2 separate regions of the Mus musculus genome follow, and region 1 is linked to region 2. A link is a contact called in public ChIA-PET data. All regions are on one chromosome and are shown on one strand. The core of a region is the stretch at or near the end of the contact, and the rest is flanking DNA. Distances in the headings are between cores, read along the strand shown.

Evidence for each region. ChIA-PET counts read pairs in DNA pulled down with a chosen protein or histone mark.
Region 1: an RNA polymerase II ChIA-PET map of memory CD8 T cells shows a contact between it and region 2, with 13 read pairs. The contact joins the enhancer-like site here to the promoter of Anp32b in region 2. A contact is called at or near these places in 14 of 39 promoter capture datasets (3T3-L1-derived adipocytes, the C10 cell line, the HPC-7 cell line and 9 more), 5 of 484 Hi-C or Micro-C datasets (CD4 T cells, the P5424 cell line, cortical neurons and 2 more), 2 of 115 datasets of contacts at active chromatin or transcription factors (effector CD8 T cells and memory CD8 T cells) and 2 of 9 other capture datasets (adipose tissue and pancreatic islet).

What each region holds. Positions count from the first base shown.
Region 1 is chr4:46,147,420-46,154,412 of GRCm38.p6, forward strand. Ncbp1 (nuclear cap binding protein subunit 1) reads left to right here. Exons shown (of 23, transcript NM_001033201.3): 4 at 1-116; 5 at 2,443-2,550; 6 at 3,220-3,341; 7 at 4,597-4,666; 8 at 5,491-5,706. Among named protein-coding and RNA genes, the nearest start is that of Ncbp1, 12 kb to the left of the region's middle. Within about 2 kb of position 4,677, at least 21 of the 459 cell types and tissues checked have an H3K27ac peak or open chromatin away from gene starts, as enhancers often do. A contact at or near this core is called in effector CD8 T cells and memory CD8 T cells, where this site is marked.
Region 2 is chr4:46,445,948-46,453,110 of GRCm38.p6, forward strand. It overlaps Anp32b (acidic (leucine-rich) nuclear phosphoprotein 32 family, member B), which reads left to right and starts at 4,979. Exons shown (of 7, transcript NM_130889.3): 1 at 4,979-5,402. The coding sequence starts at 5,349.

The DNA.
Region 1 (6,993 bases), core at 3,427-5,926, 300 kb before region 2:
TAGTTGGACTGCTGAATGCCAGGAATTACAACTTTGGAGGAGAATTTGTAGAAGCTATGATTCGTCAACTTAAAGAATCACTAAAAGCAAATAACTATAATGAAGCTGTATATTTGGTAAGTTTAATATGTATGTATGAATGTGTGTATAATATATATAAATTATATGTGTATAATTTATAATATATTATAAATTAGTATTGAAATGAAGGAAAAAACTACTGCAAGTCCTGAAATTCCTGCTATTTACACCCCTCTCCTGTAAGCTCATTCCGGGCTACTGTCTACTGGGTAAGCCATCCAGAGATCTGAAATTAATTTTCAGCTTTTCTTTGCTTCCTTTTTTCTGTCTCTATTTTCTCTAAATCCTATCTCCTAAATCCTCTTTGTTCCCATGGCTTCTAGCACAGTTTGTAACTCTTTTTGTGTTCTTAGCTGCCTCTGTACTTGCCGGTTTGCATCTACTCTGCCTTTGAGTCTGTCTTCAATAATAGCAGCAGTATAGCCTTTGTATGACTAGGCTCAGCTCATGTTGGCTACTGGTTAAAAGCTTCATTTCCTTCCCGTGTTTTATAGTGCGTGGTTTTAAAATTCTGATACACGAAATGATTCATTGGGCCACACAGAGTAAATATTAGAACATTTAGAACGTTTTTTAAAACAGTTTCATGTTTGTATATAAGATATTCTGGTCACATTGTCCCCGTTATCTCTTCCCCACTCCTCTTGCTGTGCCCATTCTAGCCGCTCTGATGTCCTTTTTGCACATGGGTGACTTACTGAGTTTAATTAGGGTTGCTTGCATACAGTTGTGGGAAGTCATTTACTGGAACATGGGCACCTTAGTAGTGACTACACAACTGAAGGAGATCCCTTCTTCCCCAGAAACTGTTAACTGTTGTGGTAAATATTTAATATTAATCGGGGGTTTCTACGCTGCCTTAAGTCATTCAGTTCCAGATAAAAGACACATTTGTAATAAGCCTTAACAGCACTAGAGCTGGGCAGATACCAATCCTGTATAACTATTTTGTCTACTTCCCTGTCAGTAACCATGAGTTATAATTTGCCCTGTTCTGCCTGGGCCATTCTTATTCTAATTGGCCAGCTCTGTGGCCCCCTGACACCTTCTCCCTTCTCTTCACCCCTCTCTCTCCCTGTGGTCTCTGCCTCCAACCCCGAGCCCCACCTACTTCTCTTCTGCCCAGCTATAGGCATCTTTATTGAGCGACCAGTCAGGGATAACTTGTGGGGCAAGGTTACATAGCATCACTTGGTTAAGTGAAGATCTCCTTGTTCCTGAGGCAACCAGGCCTGGTATGTAGCATTACAGTATGTAACTACAGACCAAACCTCACTGGTTAACTGCCAGTAGCTCCTCAAGAAAGGGTGAGGCCTAGTGAGCTCCATCCTTATCTGTGAAGGAAAGGTGACCTGCCCAGTCTTGTGTAGGTTTTGTGTAACTACTGTAAGGTTATAAGTGTTGTGGCCATGTCCTGTCTAGAAGACAGCATGTCACAGCCTCCTCCCAACCTCTGGCTCTTAGATTATTCTTGCACTATAGAACTTTTATGTGTCTTTTATGGAAGGAAGTGGAATTAAGCCTTACTAAAACCTAATACATAGAGTGTTAAGAATCCAGTGTTTACCATTGTAAATACATACCAGCTGGAGATCATGTGATCAAGTTAGGACCCATATTAGGATATAGGATTAAAGCCTTGGTCTTTTGTGATTGCCACAGTAGGCTTGCATTCTCTTGTCCCCTGCAACCCTGTAGCTATATAAATTTATTTGCACAGCCATCTGCCAAGATTGCCTTTCCTGTCCCTCCTGAGAGCTTTCCTCACCCTTTATATCTTTGCCCTTTTTTTCCTTATTGTTCTTTTTTATTGTCCCTGGTGTCCCCCAAGGGCACTTTGTAATTTACCTTTTAGTGCAGGAGTTAGTTGTCCCTTTCTGTTTAGAGTATGTTTGTCCCAAGTAGGCTGAGTTCCCTAAAACAGTACCTGAATACTGTTTACTTAGCCTAGCACACACTGGACACCCAACAAATCTTTTACTTAAAGCTTGCATTTCTACATTTCAGCAAAAATTATTCTAGCCAAATAGAAAGACCAATCTACTTGAGTAGCATGGAGTTACTAGAGTATTTGGATGTCTGGGTGCTTACTGTAGCGTGGCCAGGTATACTAATGGGCATGAGCTGTCCTCCACTGCAAGTGTGATTATGGGCACTGAAATCTGAATTCATGCCATTTTGTGTAACTATTGTCTTAAGCCTTAAATTTAAAGACTCCTTAGCTGACAGGTTACACAAACAACAAGATAGTAAGCTAAATACCTGTCTGGGTTGTAGTTTTGTAGGCTGATAAAGGCTGTTTATTTTCTAACTGTTATTAAAGACTCTTGGGTGTAATGCAAATATCCTTTACCCTCACAGGTCCGTTTTCTGTCTGATCTTGTGAATTGTCATGTGATCGCTGCCCCGTCTATGGTTGCTATGTTTGAGAATTTTGTAAGTGTAACTCAGGAAGAAGATGTGCCTCAAGTAAGCACCTTTGTATTGACTCTTTTCTCTGCAGCGCTGCTGCTAGCCTTTTTGTTTTTGTTTTCCCCACTGATAACAGCAGTAAATGAAATGCAATAACATCATCACACTGTAATGCTTAATATCTTAAGGGCAAGGCAGCTGGCTTAGTTGATATCTTTGTGTTAATTCAAATGATTTTAATAAGATTAGAAATATATATTTGGCCAACCAAAGAATACACGTGGAGGGACCCATGGCTCCAGCCGTATATGTGGCAGAGGATGGCCTTGTTGGACATCAGTGGGAGGAGAGGCCCTTGGGCCTGAGGGTGTTCGATGCCCCAGTGTAGGGGAATGCCAGGGAGGGAAGGGTGGGTGAGTGGGGAACACCCTCATAGAGGCAGGGGAGAGGATGGGACGGGGGTTCCGAAGGGGAGACCTGGAAAGAGGAAAACATTTGAAATATAAAGAAAATCATATATATATATAATTCTTGTTAGCCAGATATTTTATTTAAGCCCTATTAAAAAGTCTCCCCAGTATTGCATTTATGAATAAAAAAGATGGGGGGAGCTGTGTGGCTCAGTTATAGAATGCTTGCCTACCATCTAACCATGGAAAGAATAGTTAATAAATAAAATTGACTAGCATGTATTTTTTTTTTAATTGCCCTTTTAAACTTGTTCAGGTGCGACGGGATTGGTATGTGTATGCGTTTCTGTCATCCTTGCCCTGGGTTGGAAAGGAGTTGTATGAAAAAAAAGATGCAGAAATGGACCGAATCTTCTCCACCACTGAAAGCTATCTCAAGTAAGGCCTCGCTCGCCCGTGCTTCCTTGTTTGCATGAAGATGTCCTGTTGATGCAATAAATGCCTTAAGTTCTCTGTTGGCAATAACACCACTTCATTTCCACTTTTAAAAAACAAAACAGAACCATCAGGTTATAGAAAATGTTCATTTAATTTCATTCTCCTGCTGCCATAACTCACTAAGACCTCAGTACTTTGTTAGAGCGACAAGTTGGTAACGAGTCTTTTAAGCTGTTTTCATATGGTCATGATAGAACACTGCAGTATAACAGCTCCTCTAGCTAGAGTTCTAGTGTTCGTAAGCTCAGAGTCACCTGTGGCTCAAAGTTACCCCTCTGCTAGGCTACTGAGTTGACTGGCAGAAGTTCAGACATGTTACTGATGTGTTCTGAATAGGAGCACTGCCCTGGCACAGTTTTATTTCATACATGTTAATTCTAAGCCAAGCCCTTCCCCAGGCCAGTGTGAAAAACAAGCTTTATTTTATTAGGTCCAATCAAACAATGGGCCTTATTAGTGAGCGTCCCTAGTTAGTTCACACCAATTATGTCATTAGACAGTGAATGGCCCTGAGCTCCTTCGGCTTCCATAGACCGACTTCTGTCATACTTCTTTGAATACCGTTAACATTGCTTTGTTTGGTGCAAATGAACATGACATCTAAAGACTTTTTTTACATATCTGTGTGCATGTAAATGTGACTGTGGAGACACATGCTGATCTTACACAGATGTCAGTAACACAGTGTGTGAACACTTACTTGCATGCATATGCACTTATTTCCATGCTTTTTTCTTTGCAGTTATATAAAAGCACATGGTTCCATCTGATTGGGTTTATTAACAGTATTATTATTATTTTTTTGAAATAGGACATAATTTCTCTTTATTAGTCCACACTATGTGGATATTTATTCTGTGCAGGTTCCTGGTACGATAAACAAGATGGGAATATTCTTGTGTATATGTGTGCACATATATTTGCAGCTGTATTTATGGGGATATGAATTCATGGAAATGACATTGTTGGGTAAACATTCAGAACAGTTGAGATTTTGACAGACATCGTCAGATTTGCCATCAGTGTTTGAGATACAGAAATACCTATATCCTGATGATCTGTAAGCCATTATCAAAAATGTTAATCTGCTGATCTGATGGACAGAAATGTTTTTCATTGTTTTAGTCAATCACGAGAACCATTGAATGGCTTTTACGTTTTAAATCCTAAGTGTAGACTTTCCTTTTATCTTTAGAAGACGCCAGAAGACTCACGTGCCCATGTTACAAGTCTGGACTGCCGACAAACCACATCCACAGGAAGAGGTGAACTGATTTCCATCTTGTAATGTAAACCTAGTTCTTGAGTAGATTCTTACCTCTGTAACGTGCTTAAACTGAGTCAGTGACATGGCTCGGTGGGTCAAGGTGCTGCCGCCAACCTGGCCCGGCACTGGGTTCCCAGGACCCACACTGTGGAAGAAGGAACCTGATTCCTAAAGGTTTTCCTCTGAGCTCGTATGTGCTCTGTGGATTGTGTGCTGCACAAATGAGTAAAACTACAACCTCAGACAATGTTCAGCCTGTTGTACTTGTACGTCTTAGCTGGGTTTCTAAATACTTGAGCAAGGAGTTCATTTCCTCAGAGTCTGAAGCATAGAGGGGCTAGTTAGTAGATGTTAGAATGTAATTGAAACAGCCCCTTGCTTTTTAGAATACCAATTTCCAAAGACTTGACAAGTTTTATATCGAAATACTCAAGTAACAACTCCAGGTGTGCTTCTGAAAACAAACTGCTTCAGTAGAAAGGACAGTGGGCCTGCTCAGTAGTTGAGGACGGCCCGAGAGAGAGCTGGGGGCTACAGGAGAGTGAGTCTGCTCAGTAGGTTGAGGGTGGCCTGAGATAGAGCTGGGGACTACAAAGGGAGAGCAACACCTGACAGGAGCTGTCCTCTGACCTACATGTGACTCTGTAGCAAGTGTGTGCACATTAATGTAATTTAAGATTTTAAATAAAAACAGAAACTTAATACCATTCCTTACTACTGTATGAAATACTAAACTAGTTCACTTTGCTGTGCATTAGATGGTAGGCTTTTCTGTATTGTTTAGCCAAAATGTATCTATTAAACATTAAAATCTCTTTTTAGTATTTAGATTGCCTGTGGGCCCAGATTCAGAAATTGAAAAAAGACCGGTGGCAGGAGAGGCACATCCTAAGACCCTACCTTGCCTTTGACAGCATCCTCTGTGAAGCTCTGCAGCACAACCTGCCTCCTTTCACACCGCCGCCCCACACAGAGGACTCCGTGTACCCGATGCCCAGGGTCATCTTCAGGATGTTTGACTACACAGACGACCCAGAAGTACGTGAGTGCCGGACACCTCCAGGGAAAGCCTGGCCTGAAGCTGCACTTGTGACTTCGTTTCCTTTGACTAATATTTTGAGACAGGGTTCTTTCTCTGGAATCCAGATTGGCTTTGAGTTTACAAATTCTCGGATCTCAGCCTTTCAGGAGCTGGGATTACAGACTTGTACCACTTTGCCCAGCTCTGAAATTACCTTTGAAACTTCAGGTTTTTGTTTTTGTTTTTGTAACATAAGAAGATTGGAAATCAATTTAGTGTTTTAATTCAGCAAACTTATATCTCATTGTTTTAACAGTCTAGAGGGTTAAGTTGAGAGTCAAGTTAGCTAGCATTTTCATGCAAATACTACCTGGGCCCACATGGGAGTAATTTCCTTCTTTTGCCTTGTCCTTGTATCTCTAGGCAGGTTAAATTATTATCACATGTAAGATACCTTGAACAATGACTCTTCTAGTGAGGGCTCAGTTTTAGCTGTAGGGTAGGGGTGTGTTGTGTGCTTGGGGTAGCCAGAGGTTGGCTCCAGCTGCCAGTCATTGCTCTTCGCCTTTGCGGGATGGGTTGGCAAGGTCTTTCAAAGAACCTGGAGCCCACCATTGTAGCTACACTGAATGGCTCCTAAGCCCTACAAATCTCCCTATCTTGAGGTTCCCACAATGCTGGGGATAGAGGTACATGCCACCTGGTCTGGGGGTGCTTCCACTGAGCCATCTCCCGGGCACCATGTTTAGTCAACGTTTAGTGTATGTCTCTCTGCAGCCCAGTCCGTCTTCATTGTGACTATCCTCCTGCCTTGGCCTCTTGAATTCTGAGACAGTACTCGTGAACCATTGTGCTGCCTGTTTCAGCTTTTCCCCTGAGAAAGGGTCCCTCATAGCATTGTGTTTGCTATTGCACTTGAGGATGGTCTTTAACTTGTGACCTTGCCTCTGCCTCTGCCTCTCTGCCTCTGCCTCTGCCGATTACAAACATTCCCCACCACACCCAGTCTTACTTGTTGCTAAGAATTGAACCCAGGGCTTCGTGCATGCTAAGCAAGCTACTGACCAAGCTACATCTCAGTCCTATTTAGCTATTGTTAATATTAAAAAAAGAAAAAAGCTTCCTTTTCTAAATTGTCAATATTTTTAAACAACTCAGTTTACACTATTCGTATTGTACAATTTTTAAAAGTATTTTCATCAGCCTCCAAGTTAACATTCTAGTTTTACAATACTTTTTATGTTTTTTATTATGACGCTAAATTGTTGGCAACTCTTTAATAGAAAAACAAGATTTTTTGTGAT
Region 2 (7,163 bases), core at 3,729-6,228:
CTGTGGCAGGAACATGGCCACCCATACATACAAAACAAAGTAATAAGTGTGAAATATTGTATGTACAAAATAAATTTTTTTTACAGGTAACCTGAGACTCAGAGGTTTGTTTGTCCAAAGGCATACAGCTGGTGATGGGATCCGCCTTGCTGGAATCCTCCCTTCCCTGTAACTCTGATTCCTCGGAATGGCAGGAAGGGAGATCAGGGTGAGTTTTTTTGTTTGTTTGTTGCATTTTAGAGCTAGGGTTTCTCTGTGTAGCTCTGGTTATGCTTGAACTCTCTATGTAGACCATCCTGGAACTCACAGAGATCCTCCTGCTTCTGCCTCTGGAGAGTTAGGATTAAAGGCCACCACCACATCCAACTCTGTTGGTTTTGGTGGATAGTTTTACTAAAATCGTCCAGGCTGTAACACTTGGTATTCTCCTGCCTCTGCTTCTCTAGTGCTCAGAGTACAAGCGCAGGCCTCTTTATACATAGCTGATGATCCTCTCTCTCTCTCTCTCTCTCTCGATCCTCTCTCTCTCTCTCTCTCTCTCTCTCTCTCTCGTGTGTGTGTGTGTGTGTGTGTGTGTGTGTGTGTGTGTGTGTGAACTTGCTCTGTAGACCAGGCTGGCCTGGAACTCCCAGAGATTGCCTCTGCCTCTGCCTCTCAAGTGCTGGGATTAAAGTCAGATGCTACCACTGCCTGGCCTGGCTGATTTTTGTTTTTAATTTTTGCTTTTACCCCTTATACATATAGACATATACAATAAAATATAAATACATTATTATTTATTTAGACAGTGTTTCACTGTGTAGTCCTGGATGGTCTGGAACATGCTATGTAGAGTAGAGCCGGTCTTAAATTCACTGAGTTCTACCTGCCTGCCTCTTCCTCCAGAGTGCTGGACTTTAAAATTGTGCACCACCAGGTTAAGTTTCTTTGGTTTTGGTGACAGAGTCTCACTATGTAAACCTGTATGGCCTTGAAATGGCTTGGTCTGTAACCTGCCCCTGGAATTAGAGAGATGTGCTATTATGCATAACTTTATGTAAGTTTTAAAGGGGGAATGGGGATGACACGATTTTTCAGAAATAGGTGTGAGGACTCGTGGATCAAAGTGATAATAATAACCACAGTGAACCCTCAACAACAGAGAGATCTGGCCTCTAACAGCTGCCAGCAAACCCACTTGGCTTCACCACCCATTTCCCAAGCCCCACAAAAAGCAAAAGGTCTCAGGGATCTGTAGCTGGGACAGAGGAGCAATGTGTGCAAATGTCTCCACTACAAGGACAGCACTTACTCATTAGACTTCACTCTCCAGAAAGGAACCTGCTTCCCTCTACGAGGGCCCTAGAGTGGGATGAGGCTGTCTGTTCTGTACTTTGGCCACCCTCCCTCTTATGTTTTTACCTTTTGGTAAGTAATAGGATCTCTCTCTCTCTCTCTCTCTCTCTCTTTCTGTCTATCCATCCATCCGTCTGTCTGTCTGTCTGTCTGTCTGTCTCTCTCTCTCTCTCTACACACACACACACACACACACACACACACACACACACACACAGAGACAGAGATATGGAGAGATGGGTGGGAGAGGTGGCTCTGTTTTTCAAGACAGGCTTTCTCCTGTGTAGCCCTGGCTGTCTTAAAACGTGCTCTTAGACCAGGCTGGCTTCAGACTAGTTCTTAACACCTGTTTGTGTTCCCTTTTCTCACAGCCTAAGCTGCCTAGCTCTTAGTACATCCCACATCAATTGCAACATGCACATTTACACATTGCAAAGGAACTGCTATGCTCTGAAGTTGGCCCCCAAGCTCCTCCTCACCATAAGTATCTGGAAGTGTGTAGCTGTTATTCCCACCCTCCTGCCCCTTTCCCTTTCCCCTCCCTCCCTCCTTTTTCCAGTGAGATTTTGGGGATTAAACCCAGGCCACATACATGCTAGGCTCTACTACCGACCTCTTTTCTTTTTTCTTTTTTTGGTTTTTCGAGACAAAGTTTCTCTGTGTAGGCCTGGCTGTCCTGGCAATTACTCTGTAGACCAGGCTGGCCTCAAACTCAGAAATCTGCCTGCCTCTGCCTCCTATGTGCTGGGATTAAAGGCGTGTGCCACCACTGGGCTCAGGAACTGAGAGCATCGACTGCTCCTCCACAGGCCCTGAGTTCGATCCCCATGAATTACTTCTTGTTACCACCGACCTCTAACTGGGTACATGGAAGTGTGATCTTCTCACAGTTATCTTTTGTCCTACACTGTGTGGTAGGAATAAGGGGAGACACACCTGTGAGCTCAACGTGTGAGAGATAGAAGCAGGAAGATCTGCAATTTAGGATCATCCTAGGCTGTATAGTGAGTTTGAGGCCAGCCATGGCTACATGAAACCCAAAATATGACAAAAAGAGGGGGATGGGAGCCTTGTTCTTACCTAATGTGCATGGGGGACATAGAGGTATTTGGTATTTAGAGAGTAATGACTTCTCTAACAACTTTATTGCACGTTAGTGTGTGTGTGTGAGGGTGTGAGTCTGAATGCACATGGGTGCAGCAGAGCATGTGTGTGGAGGTCAGAGAACAACCTGTGAGGATTCAGGTCGCGCCTTCTACCATTTTGGCCCTCTTGTCAGCCCTGAATGGTGCTGTTTCCTCCCAGTGTTTGTAGAAGGTAGGCTTGGGTTATCTGCCAATCTGAAGTGAGGAACAGGTCCAAAAAGTTACCAAGTCTCAGTATTGCTCTCCAACGTTTTTGAGTTTGCTGGAATTCACACACATTCTGATGCACAGGTGGCTTTAAGATAAAGAAGTGCCCAGCCTGACAGTGTCAGCCTTACTGTGTCCTGTGCGTGGGCATTAGCATGGAGGAAGTGGCAGGAAGGAGACCCACTTGCACAGCCGCCCCTGACAGACCAGAATGTCCTCACTGTCCCGCACTTCCTTCCAACTATAGCTCAAACCATGAACTCATGGACGACTGCAGGTTGGATACGACTGCATACTGTCCCTCTTCCTCACACAGATCCATTAGTGACAGTGACATTAAGCACAGCAATATTTAACACCAGGCCCTGTGACAACAGCCCCTTCAGGCCCTTGGACTGAGAGTCCTGTAGACGTTGGTAGGGCGATGAGACACACCCTGTGCTGCCTGTGTTATTTATGCCTCTGGCAGTGAAGCCCCTGACAAAGCAGCATGTCACTGGGACACATGCTCTTTGTTCAGAGGTGCATGCCAGCACCGACTGTGCAGGAAGGCACAGTGCCCTGTCTGTAGTCGCTCTTCCTCTGACTCTCTGGCCTTCTTTTTTGTTGTTGTTGCATGCTGTGGCTGTGCTTATTAACTACTCTGTAGCTTAATCTTATTAAACATACATTCATCCTGTAGACTGTTTACCATGGGAAAGATAACAGTCTCAACATACTAGCTAGGATCAATCCCACCATCCTTGGGAGTTACCAGACTACTCCTCTCTCGCAGACCATACCTGCCACCAACAGCACATGACACCACCTGTGGGCTACCTGTTCTCATAGGGCCCTCAACTGTTTTCCATCCAGTGTACCAAAGTAAGAGTCCCCAACGGTGACTCACTCTAGACCAGGGTGGAGCAAAAATATGGCAGATTTGAACCAGACCTATAAAGCTTAACTTTGTTGGGCTACTGGTGATGATTAAACCTTAATTCCTCATTTTTTTTCAATTAAGATATCACCAACTTCATAGGGGTTGCCTGAAAGTTAAATGGGACATAACAGCGCAAGCTCTTAAAAGCCAATGCTCGGTGATTGATTATGGAAGCGCTTCAGTAGATTTTTTTTTTTTTTTTTTGAAAAGCTTTTTGCATAGCTCAGTGAAGCCTATCAGGTAATAGTTGGAGATCTTTTGTGACAAGGAGCACAGCACTCCCTTCCTTTCCCCACATTCTCCTGTCTTAGCCTTCCAGACTACCACGGAATTATGAGTGAATCTACACCTATAACTATTCACCTTTCCCCCATAACCTACACATCTTCTTTTCTCTTGAATTATTATTTCTGAATCTGATATATAATCATTTAAAAGTTTGGGCCTCTAAGGCAAAATGGGATGATAGGAAGAGGCTTCTTGCACTAAAATCTTAGGGTAATACCTAGATGATGTTTTTCTCCAGTAAACAGTAATCTTTAGTGCCTCTGGTTAATATCAGAGGTAGGCTCCTCATTTAACACAACGCCGTGTGCTTTAAATCCAGGGACCCTTAAAATTAGACTTTGACAAAGGCTGCCAACCCAGGACTCAACTTAATGGTGACCAAGAATGTATACATCTTCCACGGGTGCCCCAAGAGATAAAAGTCAGAAGGTGGGGACTGAGGCGTCATTAAAATTACTAATGGTTTCCTTCACTAGTGGCTCACATGTTTAAAAACAGTGTTTATGTATAGTTGTTTTCTGTCTCCTTGGCTAGTTTGTAGTTTAAGTACTGATAAAGTTCTAAAGTATATTAAATTTTTTATTTTTAAAAACAAACACGTGCCAAGGGGAAAGTTTCCTGAACTGGGGATGCTCAGATGCGGCGTGGCTTGGGCAAGAGGCTGGAGCTGCCTGCCCCTGCTGATGTTTTAGTACAACACGGCGGGGAAGCGAGCACAGCCTCACCAGGGTCCTCGATGGCACTTCTAACATCACTGGACCTAAAGGCAGCGAGGTCGGGCTATGGGCCTCAAAACTGGGAGGAACAGGGTGAACCCCAAAGCCACAGCCTCTGAGGGCGCCCGAAGGCTCAGGCGAAATTGGGTCCGGGAGAGCCCGGAAGAAGGCGCGAGGCTGAGCCTGCCCGTCGACCTCCAGGAGAGCGCGGGTGCCGGTGGGGGTGGGGGCGGGGGTCCCGGCACCGGAAGGTCTTACATCAGCCAGCCCACGTGCGACCCGAGGGCCAGGAGGCGCGCGCGACCCGGGAGGCGGCGCCGCAGTCCGGGCTGAGCTTAAGGCGGGTCCCGCCCCGCCCTCCGTGCGCCTCCCAAGTCCGCGCTGCAGCCCGGGCTCCCGAGCCGAGCGGCGCCGCGCAGGGCCGAGTGGAGCCGAGCAGCCGCCGCGTCGCGTCGCCGGTTTAAGCGCAGTGCGGGGCCTTGGCCGGGGGCGGCGGTAGTGAGGCCAGAGCCGCGCTCCAGCCCCCTTTTCCCTCCATGGTTTCTCTCCGCTCCCGCGAGTAACTTGGCTCCGGGGGCTCCGCTCGCCCGCACGCCCGCACGCCGCCCGGGGACCACGCCGCCGCCTCCTCCAGCCGCCTCCCTCCGACGGCCCTCGCCGCGCAGGCCGGGTCGCCTCTCCCCCCTCCGCCCCCGCCGCGGAAAGTTAAGTTTGGAGAGGGGGGACGAGGGGAACATGGATATGAAGAGGAGGATCCACCTGGAGCTGAGGAACCGGACCCCGGCAGCCGTAAGCAGAACCCCTCGGGCGCCCGCGCCCCCCGATGACTTGCAAGTAATGGTGGCCACCTGCGGGCCACCGGGCTCCGGCCGCGGCGCGGGGAAGGCGCTGCTCGCAGCTCGGACGGGGACAGGGAAGGCGGGCGGAAGGCGCGGAGGGGGGAGCGAGCGCGCGGGCTTTAACTCTTTGGCGCCCGCGGGCCCCCGCGGCCACGGGGAGGACGGCGGGTGGAGAAGCAAACTTTGAGCCGCTCGCCCGCCCGGTCCTCTCCCGGAGGGAGCGCTCGCGCGTGTGGCCGGCGGCGAGGGCGGGCGCGGGGGTTGTGTAACGCTGGGAGCCATGTTTGCAGCCTCCCGGGATGCGCGGCCGGGCGGAGGCCGGGCCTGCCGAGGCGCCGCGCCGCCGCCAGGCCCGCCGCGGGGCCGGGCCGGGTTCCATGCGCCCCGCGGCCGACAGGGCCTCGCCGCCGAGGAGGGTGTTCGGGTCCCTGAGGGGGGCGCGGAGCCCCCCTCGGGCGCGGCCTGGCGCGGAACGGGGGAGGGGCGGGCCTGGCGGCGGAGGTGGCGCAACCGCCGCCCCTCCCGAGGCCAAGTTTGAAAAAAGGATGCGCTTCCCGCCATTTTTTCAAGCCTAAAAAAATCCAACTTTGCCCCTCCTTTGCCCGGCTCGCCTTCGCCCTCGGCCTTGCCCACGCGGGCTCCCCGGGCCAGCCGGCCCGGCACCGTCACCGCCGCGGTGGCTTCGCCCTCCCCCGCGCCGCCGCCCGGGGCCTTGCCCGAGAGGGAGGCCGGCCCCTCGGTGTGGGCGGCCGGCGGCTCCGCGCGCCAGCCGGGGCGCGCCACAGCGCCATGTTGGCGGGCGCCGTCTTCCTCCGCCGGGTGAGCCGGCCGCCCTCGCGCTGCCTGTCGGTCCCCGGGCTGCCCCCGCCCCGCGGGGCTCGTCTCCGCGCGCACTGGAAGCGCGGCGCTCGGCCACCGCCGCCTCGTCCCCTCGCGGGCGCCCTCCCCCTTCTTAAAAGGGCAACGGTGGCCGACGCGGGGCTGGGGCGGCCTGGGCCCCGCACGTGCTCCACGCGGCGGCCTCTGCGGCCGGCTGTGCGCAGGCCGCGGGCCCGACGCCGCTCTCGTGCGCTGCGGCGCGCGTGGGCTCGACCCTGGGCCCACGAGGTCGAGCGGGACAGGCGGCCTGGGCTGGCGCCCTCAGGTGACTATGGCTAACAAGTTGGGAACTTGTGGCGGTGGCGTGCCCGAGGCTTTGTGTTTGGAAAGGCCTGCCACAGGCCTTGAGGTCGGCCCCGCAGAAGTGTGGGGCGGTCCCTGAGGACTGATTGGGTGGTGTCCCTGTTCCCGGGGCCCTGAACATTTCACCGGCACGTGTCCCTTCCATCCCTCCGTCAGACATTTTGTGCCCACCACGTGCTGGGAAATTGAGTTGTTAGACCATCTTCTTCCTTGAACTTGAAACGATGAGTTCATGCCTTGAGCTTTTCACTCTAGTCAGCCACAAAAATCAATAGAGTAGGAAGTAACTAAATTTAGGTAGAGTACTCATTTTCACCTTAAATCCTCTTGACTACGTCTGGCCAGAGCCATGGAATTAGACGTGAATTAGGGACTACACTTTTAAAGCGCCCACAAGCAACAAGTGGTTGATGGAGAAAGCACTGGGCCCCCTTGTTCTCTTGAACCACTGATTTATTGCGTTTTCAGCTTACAGTATGGCAGGGCCCGACAAACCTGCGGAAACGAGTGTCCCCTGCCCTCCTGGTCC